Regions from separate parts of the Mus musculus genome. Here region 2 is linked to region 1. Evidence: chromatin contacts called from public Hi-C data. All regions are on one chromosome and are shown on one strand. Each heading gives the region's core, a stretch centred on a gene start, on an enhancer-like site or on the middle of the called end of the contact. The rest is flanking DNA. Distances are from core to core; before and after follow the strand shown. Region 1 holds the start of Myom1 (myomesin 1). Region 2 overlaps Lpin2 (lipin 2).

Region 1 (7,772 bases), core at 1,716-4,215:
GTCCTTATTCGTTTTCTTTACTTTTCGTCCCGGAACGATGCTTCTTTCATCCCTCACCCCCATACATAGAGTAACGATCTGATACAATTACTCTGTGTCCTTCTCTAAAATGAAACTGAGCAGGCAGAGTTCTAGGGGCTAGATGCAACTCGTACATTTATCTTGTCTTTTAGTTCATCATTATCTTATACTCAGAAAACACTTACATTTTTCTAATCAGCTTAAAGAGAAAAATGTATATCTACCTTAAAACCAGTCATTCCTTCAAGGAAAGAAACTATCTAGAATTCTCTTTTAGGGTACAGAGGACTGGAATTATAGAATTAGGTATTTTTATAGATAGTGTGATCACAATAAGCAGCAGAAAATAAACTTAAGAAAATCTCTTGGAACTATGCAAGGGAAATCTATTAACTAGAATTCTTTTTTTTTAACTTTTTATTGATTCTTTGTGAGTTTCACATCATGCACCCCAGGCCCTCTCATCTCCCCACCCCCTCATGTCTGCCCTTTGCCCTTGCAACCTCCCCCGTAACACACACACACACACACACACACACACACACACACACCGACGCCACCGCCACCAAACAACAACAATAACAACAACAACCAAACAAAGCATAGAAAACATCTCATGGTGGAAGCTGTAGTGTGTCCCACAGTAAGTCCCTCTGCCTACACATCTTTACTTGCAAATGTTCATTGCAATGAGTCCTTTATCTGATTCCAGATCTCTGGCTTCCAAGACACCATCAATGCTGGACCCTCATCAGGACTCCTCTTGGTTATCCTGTTATTGTCCTGTGTCATGGAGATCTGCAGCTTTGGAACAGCAGGACTGGAAGCCCTTTCATGTGTCCCAACTGTTCACAGATGATGGAGATTTGGGGGTGGACCAGTTCAGAGCCCTGGATCTGGGCCCCAGTGGTTGCTGAGCTGGTCAGTGCGATGGCTCTCCCTTATCCATACTGCTTCAGCTGGGCCACCCAGTGCCACCATTGGCAGAAGGCAGGGTCAACCCTCCTGCTCTCATGCCCCTGGGACTGGCTAACCTGCACCCACACCTCCAGAGCCAGCTCCACTGTGATACCCAGTCCTGGTTCAGTGCCCATTACCCCACATGCTGCAGCCTGTGAGTGGGAGGGTCAGCTCTCCCATACTCATACCCTGAGGCTAGTTCACCCATACCCCTGCCACCAGCTGCACTGTGCTACCTGGGTCAGACATACAGACTGCTCTCCCAAGTGCTGCTGCTGGTGAGAGATGGGGCCAACTCTCCATCACTGAAACTAGTGAGGGGCAGGGCTAGGATATCTACCTGGTCCCACTTGGGATATTCACGTGGTCCCAGGTCGCTGCCCCAACAGGGGAGATCCCATGTTCGCTAGAGATAATATGAGTCATAGACTTTGACACCAATGCCCTGCTGCTGCATAGCCATGAACTGAGATGTGGTCCTCAGTGGCAGCTCTGACTGGGACCTCACCAAGGTCTCAGGGGATGAGGCTAGCCACTCACATGAAGCTACTCCTCCTGAACGTTCAGTCTCCAGTCCCATCTCTTTGCAATGCCCAAGCTGCTCTGTTTCTCTTTCTCTCACATCTGACCACCACACACTCACACATTGTGGTGGCTCCAACTGCAGGTTTGGTCATGCAGCTGGAAGGCCCCTGGGTGACATCCTCCATCTTGTGCTAACATGGCAGTACGCAGTGTGTCTCTGGTCTGCCTGCCTGTGCCATGTGCTGGAGGGTGGGTCTATCTGTCTTCTTTCTCCTGCGCTGTGCTGCCTGCATTTGAGTTGACTTGATTTTTTGAGTCCTAGGCATACAACAGCTCTGGCCACCAAGCCAGGTATCAAGCTAGAATGAACAAAGGACTGCCATCTGCTCTGGCCCTGACCGAATACCACCACCAAGGTGTCTTTTTGTCTATTGCAAGGGGGTCTAAGTAGAATTCTTGAAGCAAATAGTTTCTGAAGTTTATAGATTATAATGGATTACTTTCTGTTTATTGTTAGTGTGTTTACTGTGTGTGTTTATAAAAGAGGGAGGGAGGGAGGGAGGGAGGAAAGGACGGAGGGAGGGATGGAGGGACGGAGGGACAGAGGGAGAGAGAGAAAGAGCCACCAGCTTAGCTGAGATCCTCCTGCCTCTGTCTGTCATCTTGCTGTAGGACTCATGGAATTACCGTTTCTATGGAGTTCTGGAATTACAGATGTGCACCACTGCTGCAGGTTCTTTTCACGAGGATTTTGGGATGGAGCCCATGTGTCAGGCTGGGCCACTTCTTCATTACACCATTGGTTGGAAGCAAAGAATCAGGTAGTTAGGCTGAGCCTGCTCTTGAGTGTGGAAGGATAAGATAACGAATTCCTTTTCCTAATTTTTCTTTTCCTTTTTCTAATGAATGAGGAATTGGACAATTGCACCTGATGCTAAGATTCACTTTTCCTAAACAGAGAGGGACAGCGAGTGTCCCAAAGCCTCCGCACTAACCTTTAGTTAGCCCCAGCTTTCTCTCCCATGTTGTCTTTCAACGCTGTGCTCCATGTGTCACAAACAGCGCACACAAAGCCGCGTCTTGGCGTTAAGATTCCATGAGGTCCATTTTGAGGATCGGATTCCTACACCTGTTTTTAGCTCTGAACACAAGCCCTGTATGTTTAAATACAAAGCAGTAAAGATATATCGGACACAGTCCGTAGAATCCTCTATTTAAGTCGGTCCTCCATTTGGTTTAATCAGGCCGTACTCATTGAGCCATTAACCTAATCCTACTGCTCCTGCAGCTTCCTGCCATGCTCTTCTCTGGGTTTGGGACTCCCCTCCCCATGTGCTGCTATATTTATCTGCCTTCCTGGCCATAAAAGGCTGGCTGTGGGGCCCTGACATTCTGCTGCCTGACCACATGCATTATTTTTGAACTGGCCCCCAGAATCCAGCCTCTAGCCCTGCCTCTTAACTTTTTCTTGGATTCAACCTAGGTGGGCCCTCATTCTCTCCTGCTCCTCGACTGCGGCAGGGCAGTGGGCCGTAACCCCCACCCCAGAAACCGGTAAGTGACATGGAGGTGGCAAATGTACTCAGGAGTTTCAGTCTGCCTTCTCGCCTCAGCAGGGGAGTGACAGGAGCTCCTGGAAGGGGAGACGGGAGCAGTAAGGTACCTGCCTGGGCTGGTGGCTGTTTTTGCCGTATTCTTTTGAAAACAAGAATATGCCTCTGTTTCTGGAACTGCAAGCTCACATTTGTCTCATATCCAATGCAAGTATTTTCTCAGGGAAAGGAGCAGTGAAGTATTTACAGAGCTCCTTGAGTGCAAATTAAGCTAGAAGGATACAAATTCTCTTCAGAGCCACTAATTCATGATCCGGTGACATAGCTCCAAGGGAAGAGAGGGATGGGGGAGGGAAGAAGCGAGAGGATGAACTCTGCCATGAGAGAGCAGTGTGGACGACCTCTCTCTCAGGAGCATTGTGATATTTCTGACTTGAAAATGACTGGGTAACACAGAGGTGGCAGACCTGGCACCGTGACCCTGGAGCGATTGCCTTCTGTAATTAATTTCCATCAGCTTTTGGCCTCTGCTGCCCGCATCAGAATATTACAGCACGGTTACAATTTTGGAGGTAGTATTTCTTCTTAACCGTCGAGATTATTTTTAGAAATAAAAGTTAGTTTTCAGAAGCACAGAAGACAAAAAAATAAAAAAGTCTTTATTTCTAACAAATCCTGGCAGTTGTGTGTTGGGCTAAGCCTGGCTCACTGGCTGGTTATACTTTGGTCACTGCTATACTTTGGTTCAGCACTGGTGGCTTAACCAATGTACTAAGTAGTAGATGTTAATCACGTAAGTATTCTTGGGACAGATAATGAAGAATGGAAAATGGAGTTGGGACAAGACACTTAAACCATCTGTTTTGTGAGAATGATAGCATTTTGAACCATCTGGGTAGCAATGTTAGTTTATAATATAACACAGCAAAGGAGCTTTTATTATTTGTAAGTCACTTTGATGACATCATTACAGAGACTTACCTAACACTTCATAATACAGTGTATTCTAACCCTTTTATACTATAAACGCCACCCAAAAGTTATCCATTAAGTATAGTTCTGCATATTTAGTAACAGAAAAGGCAATCTATTTAAGGATTTAAGGAAGCACAGTTGCTTGCTGGTAGCTATTTTTTTTTTCTCTCTCTTAGAAAATGTCATGTAGACTGGTATTTCCCATGAGACTTCAGATACATATTTCAGGAGTGAAGTTTGTTGGCTTTTCTTCTCTAAAGAGAACACACTGACTTTTTAAGCAGCTTAAATAAAACTTAGTTTTAAATATGACAAAAATTTAAAAGGATTTACTCCTCAGTTAGGAATTTTAAGCAAAACAAGGTTAGGAAAAGAAAAACCTTTGCTTGAAAACAATTTTGTTATATAGTTTTGAAAATAATAATATTATACATGGGAGGTTTTTTTAAAAAACCTAGGAGAGGTGTCTATAAAATTATGACTTGCTCCAGTTTGCCATGTGGCTGGTAGTCTTTCGGTGAACACATGATTTACACATGAAGTAAATGCAAGGCCTCCGTAAGCAAAGGCACTTCCTGCTAAGCCTGGTGGCCTGAATTCTGTCCCCTGAGCCCTCACGGAAGGAGAGAACGGGTGCTGAGAAGTTGTCCTCTGTGCTCCGTGTACATGCTGTGACACACATGCACCCCCTAGACGCACAAAATCAATTACCTGATAGATAGATATGAAATGCCAGAGCCACACCGAGCTCAGATTCTTTATATTCCTATATGGATTCTCCCATATTTCTATATGGAATAAATACTGTTCTGCCTTTTTGTAATGTGTGCACAATTTGAAAGAACTCCCAATTATAGAAGTTATCAGACCGTGAGGTTCAGCTTTTCTGTGCGCAGTCACTCACATCCGTCTCCTGCCGCCTGGGAAAGGGTGGCACCGTGAGGTCTTAGCTGATCTGAGGCTTGCACAAACCAGGCTGGCCTCAAATTCACAGAGACCCACCTGTCTCTCTCTGCCTCCAGAGCACTGGGATTGAAGGTGTGCACCACCGCCCAGAGAGCTTTCTGCTTTCCAGCTTCACCTATGTGCAGTTGCCTCCAAGATCCAGATATCCATCCCGTACCTTGAACTTTAAAGTCACACATCCGACTTCCTACTTAAAACCTCAGCTGGATAGTGTAGCAGGTTCCTCAGATGGAGAATATCTCAGGCTGGTTTTGAGTTTTTTTCTTCCCATCCTTAGATGATATTTTCTTCTCTTCCTCATCTCGGATAATGGCAGCCTCAGTCTTCTAGCTAGCCAGGCAAAAAACCTTTCCTTCATGCTCCAGTCGGACCATCCGGTGAATACCGTTGGCTGTCTCTTCAGACTGTGCACAGAGTCTGAGCGCTTCTTACGCCGCTCCTAATGCTGCCATTGTTATCATTCACCAGGACTAGGGAAGTGACCTGTGGTTTTCTCTGCTAGGTCCATGAGAACAGAGTGTCCAGGACTAGACAGTTTAACCCACAGAATGGTATTCCCTTTTAGTTCTGGAGCCTGGAATTCAGAGGTCATGTATTGTCAGATTTGGAGATATTATATATCCTGAGTCCTGCCTTGGACCATTGGAGTAGGATTTTTTTTTTCCTGAGACAGGGTTTCTCTGTGTAGCCCTGGCTGTCCTGGAACTCAGTTTGTAGACCAGGCTGGCCTCGAACTCAGAAATCCGCCTGCCTCTGCCTCCCAAGTGCTGAGATTAAAGGTGTGTGCTACCATCGCCCGGCTTGGAGTGGGATTTTTGTTGCTTTTTTCCCCTTCCCCCTGTCCTTGTGCTGGAATCACTACAGGCTCCCAACAAGGTGCTCATTTTTTTCTTAAATGATTACTACATTATTCTCCCACCATTATTCTCCCATCATTCCACATTCCCCTAAACGAAGCACACAGCAGAACAGAACGCCAGAAAATTAGAAACAGGCCTCACGAGAGTGTTTGGGAGAAAAGCCCAATAGCCAGAGAGGTGACTCTGTTTGGCAGCCCAGGACAAGAAAGAAAGGCATGCCTCATGATGGGGGTGCAGTGTGTGGGCCTCTGAAGAGGGGGATTGTGGGTACTCTGTTAAGCAGAGCCTACACCCTTTCCCATTCACTTCTCAGAACGCTTGCAGTCGCATCTTTTCTACATTAGTGGAGATGAGTTGTTCTTTGGGTTCATTCAGTAAAGAGCTGTTTCCTTGCAGGTCTTCTCGTCCCCTGGAGGGCCCAGGATGTCTCTGCCCTTTTATCAGCGGTCCCATCAGCACTATGATCTCAGTTACCGGAACAAGGACCTTCGCACGACCATGAGCCACTACCAACAGGAGAAGAAGCGCTCTGCTGTCTACACCCATGGCTCCACTGCCTACAGCAGCCGCTCCTTGGCAGCACGCCGCCAGGAGTCAGAGGCCTTCAGTCAAGCATCAGCCACCTCTTACCAGCAGCAGGCCTCACAGACCTACAGTCTTGGAGCATCATCATCATCCCGGCATTCTCAAGGGTCTGAAGTCAGCCGGAAGACAGCCTCTGCATATGATTACGGCTATTCCCACGGGTATGTCAGGAGCAGCCCTCCAACCTTGGGCACATGCTCTAAATGATCAGGTTTCCTGTCTTCTTAAATATTACAACCCTGCTATAACAGTGTGTGTTGGGGTGAGGTGGGGGGACCTGATCACTGTGTCTTACCTTCCCCCTCTATGGTCTGTTTGACATCCACAGAGTTTCAGAGTCTCACTGGAGTGTCTTGCTCGACTCATCCGCTATGGTGATATTTCTTAAAAGCAGAAAATTTTGGTTTCTACTCTGACAGCGACAGAGGCAGAAAACATTTTGACATTTAGCAGGTTTCCTGGCTCTCATAGTGTTTCTGCTTAGATTAAAAGCCAATACAGAATTTCAAATTCACAGGTCCTAGGGAATTAAACTGTAGCAGAGACACGGGAAAATTTCAAGATCCAAAAACCAGTGCTCAAAATTCTGAGCTATTACTCAAGCAACAAACATTTTCTTTACCTGGAATATTTTATACGGAAGCATGGCTTTCTCTCAGTGAGCCTAAGAATAGTAGGAACAAGCAAACAGTGCGCCAAGTTAGATTCTTGACCAAACACAATGAGGGAGACCATACTCCCAAACAGGAAAGCTATGTTAGGATGCTAGGGAGAGCAAAGCTTAGATGAAGGTTTGTTCTGCAAAGCAAACCTGGACTCTCCTCTCCTTGGGAACAAGAAAGTTAACATAAATGTGAACTATTATATCTAGAAATTTCCCGTTTAGATCTCTTTGCTGGAGTGGGAGTAAAAGCTGCTTTTCTAACTGAGGTCTTTCTTTTGTGGGAGAGCAGGAAGTTTCCGTCTTTTAAGAGTTTTAATTTAAGCATATGTGTGTGTGCCTGCTGAGTTTGTGTGTACCATGGGTGTGCAGGTTTCCACGGAGCTCAGAAGAGGGCATCAGAGCCCCTGGAACTGGAATTTTAGGTGGTGGTTGTGAGCCACAGAGAATGAGTGTTGGGAACAGAACCTGAATCCTGCGAAGGAGAGAAGTGTTCTTGACTGCTCAGCCAACTCTGCAGTCCCAGGACATTCCATTCTTATCACTACCAAAGTTCCCTAGGGGAACTGAACTGGTAGAATGAACACATGCACATGCGTGCGCGCATGCGCGCGTGCGCACACACAGGATTTATTAAAGTGGTTTGTAGGCTGTGGTCCAGCCAGT
Region 2 (7,772 bases), core at 2,946-5,445, 230 kb after region 1:
GTGTGTGTGTGTGTGTATCTGAACCCTGAGGTGTAGTGCTAGCTCTAAGTGGTAAGCAGTCCTCCTTTAATCTGAAGAGCCAGCTTTACCGCCCAGGGTCTTGTTTTATGTGTCAGTTGTAAAGTAACCACTTGTCTCTTGCCTGATTCCTCCCAGGTATCACAGGCTGAGTGAGCTTGTGGAACACGTGTTCCCACTTCTCAGTAAGGAGCAGAATTCTGCCTTTCCATGCCCAGAGTTCAGCTCCTTCTGCTACTGGCGAGACCCAATCCCTGACCTGGACCTGGATGACCTGGCTTGAACAAGGCCTCGATGGCAAGATGGGGGGCACTGGCACTGGCCCTCTTACAGAGGAAGACCCAGGAGCTGACAGTCAGGAACCTGCTTTCCAGAACAGGGACGGGGACCCGAAGCTGGCACTGCCACCTTCTTTCAGCTTCCTAGGCCACCACTCAGCACTTAGAGTAATAAGGGGCCCTGGACCTGCGTTAGAAGCCCGTGCTCTAAAGCCTGCACTCCTTTACTTGTGGGCTCTCACGTGCTTCTGTGGAGTTGTGTACTGGGCACCACGCAGCTGCACATCTAAAAAGGAAGAAACCAGAAACTGAAAAAGAATAGACCAGCACATTGCTACACAAAAGTAAAGAGTTCAAATCTCCACTGGTCAGTTGGGATCGTTTCTCTCTCTAACCAGGGCTTTCTCCAGAGGTCCAGTTAGTGCTGCCAGCTCTGCGTGCACACCCTCCTCGGGATGCCTCCACTCTCACTCACTGAACTAGGACAGCTGCTTCATGTGCCAGCACCGTGAGCCCATCTGCCCCAGCATGGGCTGTAAAGTTGGGGGGAAAGCACCCTAGCAGCAGCGTCTCCTCACCTGTCCCCGCCGCAGTGAGAAAGAAGCGCTTTAAGCTGCTGTTATGACCTAGCAGAAGAACAAATGCACAGTTCATGTCTGGAGTGATGGTGAGACCTTGGTTTGAATCACAAAGAAGGCAGTGGCTTCTCAGAAGTGTAGAAGGGCAGTTGCCTGGGGTCCTGGGAGTCCTGTTCTCTGACACTGTCACCTGACTTAAGTGGCCCTTGGGGCAGATTATTTCAGAACAGGATTTTTGAAAGTCTGGGCTTCATATTTGCTGAGGAGAAAGCCTTTGGCTAGTGGCATTGACCAGTCATCTGGATTCCAACCATGTAATGCAGTCATGGAGGCCTGGGAGAGAGAGGCTCCTGAGTGCCTGTTGAGAGCCACACCTCAGCAGCAGCAGCAGCCCATCACTCTGACTCACCCTCATGCAGTTGATAGTGCAGATGAGGCCTCGTGGGGATGTGGGGTACCCCCGCACCTCCCTGGCGGCCTCAGACACTGGCCTCGTTAAGTGCTCTTGTCAAATGTTGGAGCAGATGGCACCAGGGAGAGTTATGTCCTCAGATCTGCAGAGCCTTGCCCAGCTGGGTGTGGGCAGTTACTAAGAAATCCATCTGAGTTCGAGGTCAGCCTGGTCTACAGAGTTAGTTCCAGGACAGCCAGGACTACACAGAGAAACCCTGTCTTGAAGAAAAAAGAAAAAAAGAAAAGGGGTGGCTATTTTCCAGATTGGAGAGTTGAGTGTCCTTGCCTCATTTCAGTATTGCAGTTGAATGCAGAGACCTTGGTAACAATGTTTAATTAAAGAAAAAGACCATTTGAAACATAGTTGTCCGTGGCAAGCCCTGGAGGCACGTAGTCCCAGAGAAGCAACGCAGGCTCCCGGCACTGTGCTGATGTTTCCCACAAGTGTTCCCTCTGCTCCGTGAGTTACTTGTGTTAGGTAGTAGGGAAACTTGGCTATGTTCATGTGACGTTCTCGCCAGTTAAGTGAAATAAGACTCTACTAAAGCAGCCACGGGAGATTTGAAGCCTAAGCCATCACCACCACAGTAAGAATTGTGCACTTAACCTGAGCTTGGTAGAATAGCCACGGTACAGAAAATCCTATGTTTTCTCTTAGACCTTCTGTTTTTCCTTTAGGGAGTCTTTGCCTCACTAGTCTGTTTCCTTTTCCTAACAGACATTTTCTTTGGACACACGGGCCTTTTCAGAAGGTCCAGCGTAGGCTCTGGGTCTCCTGGCCTGTGCAGAGTGATGGCTGGTCTTTCTGTCCACGTGTCTGTTAGCGCGACACTCGTCCCTGCACATTGATGAGTGGGTATTTAGGATAATGAATGTAACTCTTATTTAAAGGAGTCTCCTTGCTGAGAGTAGATGAGTACTATTACTGTAGTGTATGAAGTATTAGGTTTGTGCTGAAAATCCATTGCCATTTGTTACAAATGACATTTGTTCTTTCTGTGAAAGAGAGATGCCCTTAAGTGTGTTTGCACACAAACCCCTGGATGGCTTGTTGCAGTGTCACCTTGTCTCGATGACAGGTGATGCTGAAGAGACACTATGGCAGACCAGCCACCCAGTCCTTCCGTCAGTTGTTGCGTCAGTTCAGTCTAATTTTAGTGTTTGGTGTTGAGTGTTGAAGCTTGCACTGCTGTAGAATTGATGGCTGCTCTCCGTCAGGCTGTGTGGGGTGTACACGTGGACCTGGAGCATGCATGTGTAACCATATGATCAGTACTGCAGTTCCTGTAGTCTAACCCATCTGCATAGTCAGTTGGAAAAAGAAATGTGCTGTTGTAGTAACGTAGAACAAAAGCTGCTAAAACAATGTAGAGTGGACCAGGACCCGAGCTGAGCAGCAGGAGCCTCTGTTCCCTGCAGCCTGTGGGGCGGGTCCAGCCTTCTGAGGTGCCCTTCAAAGCCATCATCTGAGAGAAGAAACGGTTCAGGCGACATGAGCAAGTTTCTGGGAAACTTTGTTTGAGAGCATGCTAAGGTTTATTTAAAACCCCAGGAATTGCTCTTTCCAGGTGAAAAATTCTTTTTTTGACCTGAAGGCAGAGGAAAGAGTTCCCTGCTAATGATTCCATTCAGCTGATGAAGTACTTGATTATTAGAGAGCAGTGCCACTAAGCAGCTTTAAGTTGTCCGTAATCATTGTAAACATCAGTGCAGTACCTTCAATATGGTAAAGATGTTGTCTTCAGATGAATGGCTCATATTTTGGTGCAGTGTTTGATGTTCACAAAAAAATGTTACAATAATAAACTAACATAAACTGATTGCATTGGGCTCCTTCCTTCAGGGACTTTGACCGTATCAGTGCCAGAGATTGATAATTACAATTACCAGTTATACATAAACATCACTTTGGCTTTGCTGACTTGCTTGTCTAAAGGAGGGACGACCTCTTCCTGTTGCTCCCTTGCAAACCCTGGCTCCAGAAGAGAAGCTCCGCCCACAGGAACTATGTCTGCCTTGTAGATTCTGTCAAGAAGTGATTTGTCCATCCATCATTTCCCTACACTCTAGTTCCCACACCAGCCCTTCAGAGTCTCCTGGCCATGCTGCTCAGTTTTAATGCCTCACCTTTATTAAGCCTTTCCTGGGTAGCAGCAGGTAACAGTCCATCAGATTAACAGAGTACCCATGAACTTTTTGTAGCACAAGCCCACATCATATGATTGATGGCAAAAGTTAATGTGACATCATCCTCCCTCAGGTCACTGGGCAGCAGATACTACGTCTGCTGGATCGCACAGGAACCACAAGTCTTGGCAGTGGGGCTATATTTTTGTCCTAGAAAATATCTGATTCCTCTAGGCAGTTTTAAGTGCTATGAGAGGATAGAGTTTGGCAGCCCTCACCCCTGTACCTGCATGTGTACCTCCTTCCATGGTAAGATGGCACAAGAGAAGCACAGATTGTGTTTACAAAGTGGATGGGGGCCAGACACCGCCACTCTTGAGACTGTAGGCCTGGAGTTATGGTATCCACTTCCTTTCATGAAGCAGATACGTGGGAAACAAGACCAATCGTCACTGGGAATGCTGACTATATGCTAATCTGGAAATGATTTAAAATACACCTCAGGCATTCCTCCTTGCAGATCCCATTTAATAGTATTTAGTCATTTTAATGGTGCCGTTTGGTGGTGGTACGTATCAAGGGCAAATTGCTCCAGTTCTTAAAAAGCACTGCCTTTTTCTCAAGTCACCAAAGCTCCCTGATTAGAGAAGTTGTACCCTGAACCTGGTGACCCTGTGGTATGTACCAGTCACTTAGTCCTCTTAGGAGGACTACTTGAGGCCAGCATCAATTAAAAGTACTGAGTAAGTACTTAAACTCTGTTTATACCTCTGACTCACTCATGGACACATGACTAGAAGGGGTGTGGTGACTTAGGGAGGGGCCATTGCTCCAAACTCCCCTCCTCCAGACACGCTCTAGCTGTCCCTGTTTTTCATCTCCAAAAAAAGACTGGGGCTCCCATTTTAAACCCATCTCCTGCGTGGGCTGGAGTCCAGTTTGCATCCTGTTTTGTCTTCCAGTGAGCACATGCCTACTGCTGTGGCCCAGCTCACTCCGCCTTGCTTGTTGGATAGAGCGAGCTAGCTAAGTGCACCTCTGCCAGTAACGAAGTCACACACTGGATGATCAAGGTCTGTTGGATGCTCGAGAGACCTGTCTGGGAATGGGGAACACAGTGGCCGTACATCTCCGGTCGGGCCCCTGCCTTACAGCCACTGAACACTTGGCCACTTTGGCACTGAATATGGTCTTCAAAGAAGAGGGAAGGAAACGGACAGAAACATTCGTGTGAGCCAGCCGGGCTTTCCTAAAAGTACTGCTGCTCAGGGTTTTCCATGCGTCATTTCTCAGACAGCAGAGGGCACGCTGACCTTGGTAGCCAACTCCCCAGCTGTGGAAAACCGGGCAGTCCATGACCCGCCTTCCAAATATCCCATAATAACTTTGCAGACAGTCCTTGGAACCTAGTATATTTTGACTACATTAGACTCTTCTGCCAACTGGTTTAGGAGCAAGGCAAGGCTATTGAAACTGGTTTCCCTGTCTGCGCCTTCCACTAGGGACCTGGGGGAGTTGCCTTTCCCTACAGGTGCTGGCTGACAGACCTGGGTGCCTAGAGCTGTGTGCTGCTGTTGGGAAAGTGTCGTGTCAGGCCTCCCAGACCCAAATGTGCTTGTCTTCTCAAATGATCTCCGTTTCCAGCCGGCCCCCCATTTTATATGGGGGGGGGGCTTGTTGCTTAGGAACCAGAGTTTGTAGCCAGAGTTTGTAGTGCTATCTCTGCCAGTGAGCTGTGCAGTGGAGCAACAAGAAGTCAGGCTCATTAGCCTGCAACCAGCTCACCTCCCCTAACAGAGGCCCTCTTCAGCCGCAGGGCCACGGTACACCCTGACCTTCAAGGACATCTGGATGTGGTTTTCCAGCCAAAATCAAACCCCAAATGTCTAAAGCCTGGAAGCTGGCAGGTATGGGATGTTTTACATAACGACTGGGGTTAATTTACACAGTATTCTTTCAGCCATAAAAAATGCTCTAGTTTGTTCCCACCCCACCCCCGCCCCCGGTAACTCCCAATCCATAAGGCGCCAAATACAGAAAAGGAACATAGTGATTCCAACATCTTTATTGACGCTCCCTGTCTTTGCACTTATATTGTACATGTCATTTAAGGAGCCTGGCAAGTTTCATAAATAATGTCTCTCACATCCACCTTGGTAGCAGGGCCCAGGGGAACAGAGATCAGTACCAGACGGTAACAGCAACCAAGTGTGGAACAACAGCCCATGTTAAACTCTCTGGGTCCAGGCCACATAAGCACTTCAGTGTTTAAATCTTCTACGTGCAGTGTAGAGAGGCGCATCCGCTACAGTGTCTTCCAGCTGCATCAGGCCCAGGCCAGTCGGAACAGCACCAAGTAGATTCAACCCAAGAACTTCGAGCAGAGCTGGCTTATAGGCGGCACAGGAGAAGCCAGCTTCCAGCCAAGGGGACATAACGAGTCTTCTGGTTGTCCAGTGACAGAAGTAACCATGTGTCACTTCCACAGCTGTCTGGAAACGAGGGATGGCAGGCTTTTATCCTGGGGGCAGGCAGAGTGTGTGCAGCAAGCTAGATCAGTGCTCCAGTTACATAAACCAAATATATTAAAGCTTTGGAGTTTTCACAGCCTTTCTTCCCTTCCTGGTCTCCCTAGAGGTGAGAAAGGAAAGGGTACAAGAAAACACCACTGAAGGTGGAGTACATTTCATCAAAGTCTGTGTGAGCCAGTCTGCCCCCAGTCACCACAACATTGACTCCATCTCCTGCCTTCAAGTGCACAATGAGGTGGAAGGCCCCCGGGCCCCCACAGGTATGCACAGCCCCAGGGGGACGATGGTATTCCAGGAACTCTCTCCTGTACCCAGCCGTGTGCAGCTGGGCAACACTGGCGTTGGAGACAGACAGGACGGCTTCCACATAGGTGTCTCTCTCAGGGGTGAGGGTGGCTGTGATCAAGTAGCGCCCGTCGTATGGTGCGGTGAAGATCCCTACAAAAAGCCAGACACAGGTGAGCTGATCTGGTGTCTTTGACGCCCACACCCTGGCTTCAGACTACCTTGGACCCATCTCACACAAGGCCACTTGAGATTGCCACCGATTGCCCCCTGGGTTTTAGCACCCATTGACTTGGATAGGTCAAGATGCTTAGTCACCAAACCTGTAGAAGGAAGGCTGACTTGAGAGTGTACCACCTACTCACATCTCTGTTCCCAGAATGAATATCACCGCCCCCCCCCCAGTGACAGGTGCATTCTAGACAGGCTTTCTACCATGCACATAACAGCCCCAGTGTGGCCTCTCACACATGCAAACCACAGACTTGGGCCACTCTTCATTTCAGAGCCAACTGTCCTGGGCTTGTAACATCCAAAGAGTAAGACCTCCAATACCCCAGGACTAAGAGTAATTCTTGCCTAAATTTACAACAGTCCAGGAAACAGAAGCCAGCCACGGCCCTACTGGGACAGCAGCCAATTTGACCAACATTTCTGGTCTGCCATGTATGTGGCATGTGTGACCTGGAGACTTGGGACCAAGGCCCAGCCCCTGCCAAGTTACAACCTTCCTAAATCTCTTAGACAGCAGCCTTAGGAGGCCACGCTAACCCTCCTCATCTATAAAAGAATCAGCCTCTTGGGTGTAGGTCATATTCACTTGTAGCCAGAAGCCCCACTGTCTTCTAACCCCAGGGCCCATATAATCTGGAAGGCAAAGGAAGTGTCTAGAGATGGACTACCCAGGAGTGGGTAGGGGTATCAGGCCTTCATACTCAACAGCTAGATGTCACCATGAAATTAGGGTCCTGAAACAAAAGACCCATTTAAGAGTCTAGCCTTCAAGTATGCCTGGGTCCACCCTGCCCCTTCCATGCTTACTATTTAAATAGTATCCTGATTATAACTCCTAGAATCTTGTTCAGGCCCCAGTGTACTGAGCCAAGCTTCCATTCGCCTGTCTAACAGGGGCAAGCCTAGCTCAAGGGCCTCCTGGAATTTCCTTCATAGTCCCAGCCTGCTCGTAAAGATCACCAGCCTGTGTGAGTGGACAGGGGGGTCCCCACAACCAACGTAGCCAAAGGGAAAGAGTCCCCTCACTCCCAGTCAAAACCCCCAACTCTGGCCCAAACCCTTGAAGCATAGATTAGAAAGGTTGTTTGGAGCAAAGCTTGGCAGCCTGGGATACCTGGCTGCTTTCTTGGAGGTCTGCCAGTGACTTTATCAGAACCAGCGTGACTTAGCCAGAGGGGAACCAGGCTTGGAGTTGTAGAAGGAATGGCTAAAGATTACCAAGAAGATGGCCAGAACCCTCACCCTCCCTGCGAAGGCCATGCCTATAT

What was found. A called contact is a pair of places that touch in the nucleus more often than the background predicts.
Region 2: a Hi-C map of bone marrow-derived macrophages shows a contact between it and region 1, with 18 read pairs. The contact joins the enhancer-like site here to the promoter of Myom1 in region 1. A contact is called at or near these places in 12 of 39 promoter capture datasets (the C10 cell line, the HPC-7 cell line, cranial neural crest and 9 more), 1 of 15 datasets of contacts at CTCF or cohesin (large pre-B cells), 2 of 484 Hi-C or Micro-C datasets (bone marrow-derived macrophages and embryonic fibroblasts), 1 of 115 datasets of contacts at active chromatin or transcription factors (the HPC-7 cell line) and 5 of 9 other capture datasets (adipose tissue, embryonic stem cells, liver and 2 more).

What each region holds. Positions count from the first base shown.
Region 1 is chr17:71,016,592-71,024,363 of GRCm38.p6, forward strand. It overlaps Myom1 (myomesin 1), which reads left to right and starts at 2,966. Exons shown (of 37, transcript NM_001083934.1): 1 at 2,966-3,060; 2 at 6,257-6,606. The coding sequence starts at 6,284.
Region 2 is chr17:71,246,671-71,254,442 of GRCm38.p6, forward strand. It overlaps Lpin2 (lipin 2), which reads left to right. Exons shown (of 20, transcript NM_001357791.1): 20 at 157-3,148. The coding sequence ends at 301. It overlaps Emilin2 (elastin microfibril interfacer 2), which reads right to left. Exons shown (of 8, transcript NM_145158.4): 8 at 5,502-6,423. The coding sequence ends at 6,086. Among named protein-coding and RNA genes, the nearest start is that of Emilin2, 60 kb to the right of the region's middle. Within about 2 kb of position 4,196, at least 104 of the 459 cell types and tissues checked have an H3K27ac peak or open chromatin away from gene starts, as enhancers often do. A contact at or near this core is called in the HPC-7 cell line, adipose tissue, bone marrow-derived macrophages and 2 more, where this site is marked.